Linked DNA regions of Rattus norvegicus: region 2 is linked to region 1. A link is a contact called in public Hi-C data. All regions are on one chromosome and are shown on one strand. The core of a region is the stretch at or near the end of the contact, and the rest is flanking DNA. Distances in the headings are between cores, read along the strand shown. Region 1 overlaps LOC100912124 (a long non-coding RNA gene). Region 2 holds the start of Gas1 (growth arrest-specific 1).

Evidence for each region. Hi-C and Micro-C count contacts between places; a contact is called where the count stands out from the background.
Region 2: a Hi-C map of psoas muscle shows a contact between it and region 1, with 2.5 times the contacts expected there. The contact joins the promoter of Gas1 here to the enhancer-like site in region 1. A contact is called at or near these places in 3 of 12 Hi-C or Micro-C datasets (hepatocytes, liver and psoas muscle) and 1 of 1 datasets of contacts at active chromatin or transcription factors (oligodendrocytes).

What each region holds. Positions count from the first base shown.
Region 1 is chr17:4,227,731-4,231,840 of GRCr8, reverse strand. It overlaps LOC100912124 (a long non-coding RNA gene), which reads right to left. Exons shown (of 10, transcript XR_001841748.3): 9 at 3,468-3,586. Among named protein-coding and RNA genes, the nearest start is that of Dapk1, 130 kb to the right of the region's middle. Within about 2 kb of position 2,145, at least 20 of the 93 cell types and tissues checked have an H3K27ac peak or open chromatin away from gene starts, as enhancers often do.
Region 2 is chr17:4,485,982-4,490,091 of GRCr8, reverse strand. It overlaps Gas1 (growth arrest-specific 1), which reads right to left and starts at 2,376. Exons shown (of 1, transcript NM_001400814.1): 1 at 1-2,376. The coding sequence starts at 1,950. The coding sequence ends at 799.

The DNA.
Region 1 (4,110 bases), core at 896-3,395:
AGATTATTTTGTTTGATGTTGTTTTTATTTTATGTATATGAGTGTTTGTCCACACATATGTAGGTGCACTGTGTGTGTGTGTGTGTGTGTGTGTGTGTGTGTGTGTGTGTGTGCCTGGTACCCATGAGGTCCGGAAGAGGACATCAGATCATCTAAACCTAGAGTTTCAGAGATTACGAGTCACCACGTGGGTGCTAGAAACCAAACCTGGTCCTCTGCCCAAGCAGCAAGGGCTTTAGACTCCTGGACCATCGCCCTATGGTATCATTTTATTAACTAGGATCGTAGAAGTGGGGTTTGAACCGTGAGTCTTTTGTTATTGGCATTCTTTTAAAACAGATTGTTCTTTATTACCAAAATTTCAGCTTTCTTATTTGAAGAAATTGGCAACATGTTCCCCAAATGCATACAAATGTAACAGATTCAGAATAATTAAAACAGTTACAAAGGATCAGGATCATGAACCAGAGTTTTAAATGTCAAAACTTTCTATTCTACTACAGTAATCAAGACTGGGCGGTTACGAGCACTGACTGTTCTCACAGAGGACTAGGACTTTATTCTGTGCACACACACGGCAGCGCAAAACCATCTGTAACTCTAGTTCCAGGGGATCTGACGCCCTCTTCTGGCCTCTGCAGATACTGCACCCACATGGTGTGTAAACCTACATGCAGATAATCTCCCACACATACAATTCAAATGAATAAATCTTTTTTAAATAAAAGACTGGGGGCAGTGACATGAGCATAAATACACTGGCAGGTGGAATGGACCCAGAGTCTGTGCATAAACAAAGTGCAGAAAAGCAGTCTCCTGGCAGAGAACAGGGGGGACCACACGTTCATACATTCGATTGATAATTAGTTTAGATAGTCTTGCTGTGTGGCTTTTGTAGGCTTGGGACTCACTATGAAGACCAGGATGGCCTTGAACTTAGAGAGATCCACTTGCCTCTGCCTCCTGACTGCTGGGATTATAGCCAAGTGCAGCCATACCTGATGAGCCAGCTTTAAAACGAGTAAAGGAGTCGAATGAAAATTTCTCTGAAGAAGACCTGTAGGTGGCCTGTGAGCCCATAAAAATATGCTCAACACAGCCAGGCTCAGAGAGACGCAAACCAAACCACAGAGGCACCACCTCGATCTCACTCAAGAGCAGAAAGTAAGAAAGATGAGGGTCTGTGAGAGTGGCCAGAAATTAGACTCCTCATTCGTGATCTTCGGGGACTTTAACATTCAAGCAACGATTTTGGGAAACAATCAATCAGGCGATTCAAAATCATCATGGGACCAAGGCAATGCCACTCCCCGGGTGTGTGTAAAACACGTGTTCATAGAAGCACTCGTACAAATCCCCGGATATCCAGCAACTAACAACTGTGCAAGTGGACTGTACCGTACGGTTGAGAGTGACTCAGCAAACGGAATAAAAGGCTGATTCATGCAGCAGAGGTCTATACACAAATGGCCATACATTATATATAAGTTTATAAGAACCAGCCGTGGGAAAAGATTAGCAGTTGACAGGGGCTGAAAAAAAGATGGTCTTAAAGGGTTTCTTTTAAGGCAATGAAATATTCAGAAGTGGGCGAGGCAGTGATGGCCGCCCAACCTTGTGAGCAGATCACAGAAACCGAGCTGTCCACCAGTGCTACGGTGTGAGATCGGTCTCCACGGAAATGCTGCTTTACCAGATCCCATTCTCCAGTTGGATTTCATGAAACGGCATTTCTCCTGCTTTTCTGACCTTCCCCATCTACCCCAGGCAGTGAACCTGGAAGCCGAACAAGTTATTAACTTTACAGAGCTGAAGTAATCTGCCTTGCCAAGGGCGGAAGGAAATGCAGCTAAGCCCCGGGTAGAACATATCATGATTTAAAGCTAGAAAAGGGCATGTAAACCAGGCCAGTCGTAATGAAAGACCCCAGCTTCTCATGGAGGTGTTTTCAGAGCAGATGTGTCCCCCGAGTGAGGAACATAGACCTGTTTTTAACGCAGAGAGTTTAATCATGTTGAGCAGTGCCAGGTCCCCGTTCTCTTGTCTTCTTAGTTTGCTATGGCCTCCCCCTCCGGATACCCGTCTGAATCAGCTAGGAGCTAGGGTTGTGTAAGTGCTAGACGAGTTGGTGGGAGCAGCTGAAAATGTTGGAACCCTTCCTGGTGCAGACAAAGGCTGCCAGCCCAGCAGCTCCATAGGCCTCTGGACTGCAGAGGAGAACCTGGGCCTGCTTAACTCCTGGATCCCTCGGTTACCAGCTGTCCTCCTTCTGTTCCCCAACTGAGGACAGCACCCCAGTCTAGTGGTCTGGGAACCGAACTGTCCCTGACACGTTGCTGTGGTCAGAAATATAGACTAAGCAAGGTAACTTAAGCAAGAGAGACAAGAAGAAGTAAGGAAATACAGGAGACCACTGCCCAGCACTTCAAGGATTTCTCGAAGTTGAAGGCTTGCAAACACTCCCCTGCCTTCCCGTAACATTCTTGGCTCAGGAAGCATATTTCAGATTCCTCCAACAGGTTGCCCTGGAACCGCTTCCTCCCTTAAAGGAGCCATTCTCAGGAGCAGCCATGAGGCAGCTGCAAAGGCACATGAGCCAGTGAGACTGGGGACTTCTCTTTTGTTCTTGTTCTCGAGTTGCCACGCGTTCGTTCACCCTATTAGCCTCAAGAATTACCAACCAAAGTGATTGGAGAAATAAAAGAGGCTGTGAGGGTCCCAAGCCCCAGCTCAGCTCCCACATGGCCCCAGCGTCAGTTCCTCTGGGGGAACACATCTCAGCCTACAGAGGAATCTTGATAGCCTGACAAATTCTGAGCCTTTCAGAAGGCAAACGTTTTATTGTCCACAGAAAGGCCATTCAGTAAACTAAAGCCAGAGAGAGAAGAGAGGAAAAAGCATGAGGCTTAGCGAAAATTGTAGAGATGAAGAAAAAACAATATTCCTCCCAAAGCTACTTTGCTGGGTTATATGCAGATAATCAGAAACACATTTCCGCAGGATCAGCCACCCTTGAACTGCACTTAGATTCCTAAGTTAATCGAATGATGTTCAGCAAAAGTTAAACTGAAAACAGCAAACATGTCTGGGGTCCTTCCAGACCTCAAAACGGCTTTTTAAAAAATGCCTAAGATTTCATTCTTCCAAAAATATCTAGATGCCTGTAGGATAATTTCCCCTGCCAATGGTGACTAAACGAGGAGGTATCGGGAGCCCTCCCCATATTTCAATCTGGATTTGGTTACTGGGAGACTTCCCACCAGCCATATTTAAGGCAGGGCATTTGCCTTCCAGTTCAATGGATCTCTCTTTTTAAAAAGGAGTGTTCTGTGAAGTGGTACTAAATATAAGTCCATTCAAAAGGTTGATAAGTGTCTATTCCGGGGAAGAGAAGAGAAAATGACGTTGGAATTAAAAAAAAACAAACAAGCAAACAAACAAAAACCTTCTGTCAGTACTGGACTCACCCATAGTCCTTGTGAATCCCTCTGGACGCCACCCTGGACTCGCATCCCACCAGTCAGCCACTGAGGTGACTTCCGCTACAGTGGACTATTTCGTTCGTGGTGAATCCACTGTGGAGAACCTGAAGGCACAACAAATGAACTCTTAAAGTGGCAGATGGTTTGTCCCGCGTGTTAACGTCATACGTGATAAAGTGCCAAGCACTTCTGCAGGGCTCAATGCTGCACACCAGCATCTTGGTATCCGGACCCCCGCGTGTTGCGTTATTTTGCTTGATGTCTACACAGACTAGCTAAACCAAATTGCTGACCCCTTCTCAAGGCCAAAAAATGAATGTGTGTTATGTCCCCCCTGTCTTTTTCTGCCCAGAGAATGATTAAAGCCCTGGAGAAGACAAGGCGGGACAGAGAAGTAGTTCTGTCATCTGTGTGCCAGCCTCCCTCCTGAGTCGGGAGCGCTCCTATGGGTAGCATCTGGGCACTGATAACCTTCAATCCAGACCTTTAAATGGACCCTGCTAGAAGGCACTGGTGAGGTTTTCCATGGGTTCAAGTTTGGTCTAGATCAGCCAGTAATTGAGAACCCTGCCTGGTCGTCAAATGTTGCCTGTGGCTCCTCTCTGGACAACAGTTGGAAGCGGATCCG
Region 2 (4,110 bases), core at 1,127-3,626, 260 kb before region 1:
AAAAAAAAAAAAAGGACAACAGAACAAACATCATAGAGGTTTTCCTAGTTGGCAGTACCGAGCTTTAGGATAAAAACGTGTATTGTTCAACACTGTGGTAACTCTTTAGACTAGCGTTTTTTGGATCCTTAACTCTAAGACACGTGGTGCAGAGGGATCAGAATGGGGGCGGTAAAATTAGAGGTGAGGGGTTAAGGTTGCAGTCATAATTTCGGGGACCCCCCAACGAGGCAATCGCGGGCTCCACACTCAGCGTTACCGAGGGCTACACCAAGAGTACAGGAATGAATCGGTAAAGGGAACTTTTCTACTTACTTAGGATTGCTGTGTTTCTCAGTGGTCACGAGCAATTAAAGTCGTTACCAGTACTATGTGTCCCCTCACAGGAAAAAAGTTTAAAAACAAAACAGAACAAACAGACAAACAAAAGTTCCGGCCCCTTTGCAAACCTAATTCGCTCAACATCCCTTTCCCTAGTCCACTGGAACTGTAAAGACCCCCACCGTTCAGCACTCTAACAAGAGTCCAGCCAGGCCTTCATTGCTTTTGGCAAGGTGTCCTGAATTCTGCAGATTAGAGCCGGCAGTATAGATCGGCCGGTTTTATCTGCAGCCTGGAAAACCGCACAGAAAAGGGCCGAGCATGGTAGTTGCGGTACGGGCTGGGCCCTGTCTACCCGCGGAGAGTGTGGGTCAGTGCTCCCGATCATCTCCGGTCTCCGAGCCACAGGTGCCCTGCTCGGGAATCAGCTGGGTCGTGCGTACCGGCCTGGAGTAGCCTGCAGCAGGGGCGCGGGGGCTACAAGTGGGACCCAAGCAGCAGGAGCAGCAGAAAACAGGCAAACGGGGTCCAGGAGCTTCGGGTCGCCCAGTGGCCTCCACTGCCGCTGCTGCTGCTCCTGCGCCCCGGCCCGTGGGGCAAGTCCCCGCGTCCGCCTGCCCCAGCAGCGCCGCCGCCCGGGCGCGCAAGGCCGTCGTCGTCGTCCAGGGGCTGCTCGCCGCCCGCGGCCCCAGCGCGCTGCTCGTCATCATATTCTTCGTCGTAGTAGTCGTCTAGGCCCCCGTCCGAGCCGCTGCTGCCCGGACCGTTGCTCGCATCTGGGCCGAAGCACAGGCGGGCCATGTTCTCCTTGACCGACTCGCAGATGGGCCTCTCCAGCCCATCGCACACACAGTCGTTGAGCAGCGCCGCCTTGGGCACCGCCAGCATGTCCTCGATGACCGCGCGGCACTCGTCGGTGCAGCGGAGACCGTTGAAAAGCTTGCCGCAGTAGGCTAGATAGCGGCCGAGTGCCAGGTTGCAGCGGCTGTCCCGGTCGCAGCGCCGCCGGGCCTCAGTGCAGCCCATGACCGAGCCCGCTCCCGCGCCCGGGCCCACGCTGCTGGTGCGCGGCAGACAGGGCTCGATGGCGCGCTTGGTGGACCTGCAGTGTTCGTCCTGCGCGCAGTCGCAGTCCTCCAGCGCGGGCCCGCGGCGCGTGTGGTTGAGCTGGATGAGCGCCGAGATGCAGTGGCTCGGGCAGCGCCAGCGCGGCGAGAAGGACGCGGCCGAGGAGGGGAAGGCGCCGGCGGGCCCAGGAGCATCAGCTCCGCCGCGCTGTGCGAGCACCGGCGCACACGCCTCGGCGTACTGGCTGTAGGCGTAGCTGCAGTCCGGCTCTCCCTGACACTGCAGCAGCGCCTGCCAGCAGATGAGGCGGCGGCCGTGCGCCAGCCCCGAGCCCCGCGGCGCCGAGCCCAGCAACTGCAGCAGCGCCATCAGGCACAGCAAGGCGCCCGGCAAGCTCCCCGAGCGGGCTCCGCCGCCGCCCAGCAGTGCGGCTAGCATCGCGGGCAGCAGCGGCCGCCGGACGCGGTGCGGAGCGGAAACGAGGCTCGGGTGGCGGCCGCGGGGCCGCTGGAAAAGTTTGTCCGAGTTCCGCGCACTTCTGGCATGGGCGTCCTCATCCATCCATGCCGGCGGCCCCGCGGCTGGTAGAGGCGGGTGTTTGCTCCAGCACCGCGGCCGGGGCTCCCTGAGAGGCGCGGCGACGCAGGTCCGGCTCCGATCGGCGGCTGGAAGCGTTCAGTGCCGTCCCTGGGGGACGCGGCGAGGCTGCAGGAGCGCGCGGCGCCGGGGGTGCATGGTGCAAGGCGCCTGCAGAAGGTCGTGTGGCCGGTGGCTCCTCCGTTCCCGGCTCAGTAGCGCGTAGCAGTTCGCAGCTCTGGCATCCCGCCTTCCCGCGACCAGGACGCTTGGTCCCCTCCCCCTCTACCCGGGCCTGGGCCGCACTCCGGGAAGTTCTGGGAGCCAGGCGCAGGGAGGACCCCGAAACTCGGAGCGTGCGGCTCTGCTCGGAGACCCGGAGCCTGGGGAGCGGATCCGCGGAGCCCGGCTGCCGACTCGCTCGCGGCGGGGCTTTAAATACAAAAGTGGGCCGGGAGCCCCCGTGTGGTGCCGCGGCGCCCCCTCATTATGCATGCATAGAAAAGCAAACAAACAAAAACATTAGCAACGCTCCTCCAGCTTGCCGAGCCCCAGCCCCGCGCGCTCCGGGCTTGCCCGCTTTCTCCTTTCTCCACTCTCGGGCGCCCTTTGCTCGGCCCCTTTCCCCGGCTTTGCGCGCCGCTATTGGTCCAGCCTGTTGTTGTTGAAACTTTTTTTTTTTTTTTTTTTTTTTTTTTTTTTTTTTTACGAGCCGCTGGAGTGGGGTTGCAGAGTGGGGGAGGGCGGTGGGCAGCTCACATTCAGGCATTCAGGGCTTGAAAGGAACGGCTTAGGGAGCCTGACACAGGCCCAGCTCCTCCCACTCTTCAGGAGGCTGGGATACCGAACCCCAGCTCGCGCACAGAGCCAGCGGGCAGGGCTTAGGGCCAGCTGCCTGCATCCGGCTCAGCCACCGGCCTTTTTGTTCGCTTCCCCCGCCCCCTTTTTGTTTGGGTGGGGAGGGGGACACTTTTATTAATTCTTACTGATCCCCCATCTTTGCATCCGAGAGAATCCGAAAGTCACTTTAATTTTCAGGCTCCTCATCTCTGAGTTCTGATCACCTCGGGGGGTATAGCGAAGGCAGGGAGTCTTGAGAATTCAATGTGAGACTTTAGAAACTTAGATACCAATTGCGCGCGCGGGCACACGCGGGCATTCTCTCTCTCTCTCTCTCTCTCTCTCTCTCTCTCACACACACACACACACACACACACACACACAGCCACCACCACAAGAAGGACACTTTCGGTCCCCCTTTCCAGCAGGTAAGGACCTGACACTGGGCATCGTTTTCAAACTAAGAAATCCAAAGAACTGAAACCATTTCTTAACTCACGATTTATTGTAATACGAACGGCAATGACAAATCATGGCATTAAAAACTCTGGGAATGTTGAGCGCTACCACCTGGCTGCAGTCACAGCACAGAGGACGGGGATAAACTGACCCGCTACATGCTGTAAACTGCACGTCTCAGTTCCTCACTGTGTTTAAAGCAAAAGCCACCGGTGGAGCAGGCTTTGCAGCCTGAGCAGGACTCTCAAAAGATACCTTAACTGTGGCTCAATGCAGCTTTTGGCCACTAGAGGCACCGCGAGTCTGTGGCCTGTCAAAAACTGGCGCTTTTCCCTCCCCTTTCCGTGGTGAGACTATCAACTCGGTCTGTCACAGATTTTAAGGCCAAATCGCTGCTGAAGCAAAGGGAGCCCCAGTTGCAGTGAGTTCAGAAAGTGGACTGTCCACCTCTCCAAAGAGTTAAGAGAGTTTGTAAGGGCGAAAGTGAGGGCCAGACGGATTAACCTGGCTCTTGGAAAAGCTGGCCGCCCAGGCTGAGGAAACGGTGCCTCTGCAGCCCCCTCAAACCATGAGAGAGACAGACTGAGCAGTGAGGAGCCACTTTGTTCCTACCCTAACCCTAATCCCAAGTTTAGTCTTAGAAAACAAACGCAAATGTATCCTTAAGAACTAGCCAGACGTGGGGCAGCAAGCCTGTTTATCCCAGGCAGAAGCGAGAGGCTCACTGCAAGTTCAAGGCCAGCTAGTTCCATCTAGCGAGAGTTTCGGGGCTCTTGCTTTAAGGTCAGATTGCACATTTGCTAAGGTCCGTTTTATCAGTAACAATCCGTGATTCCCAAGCTCCTA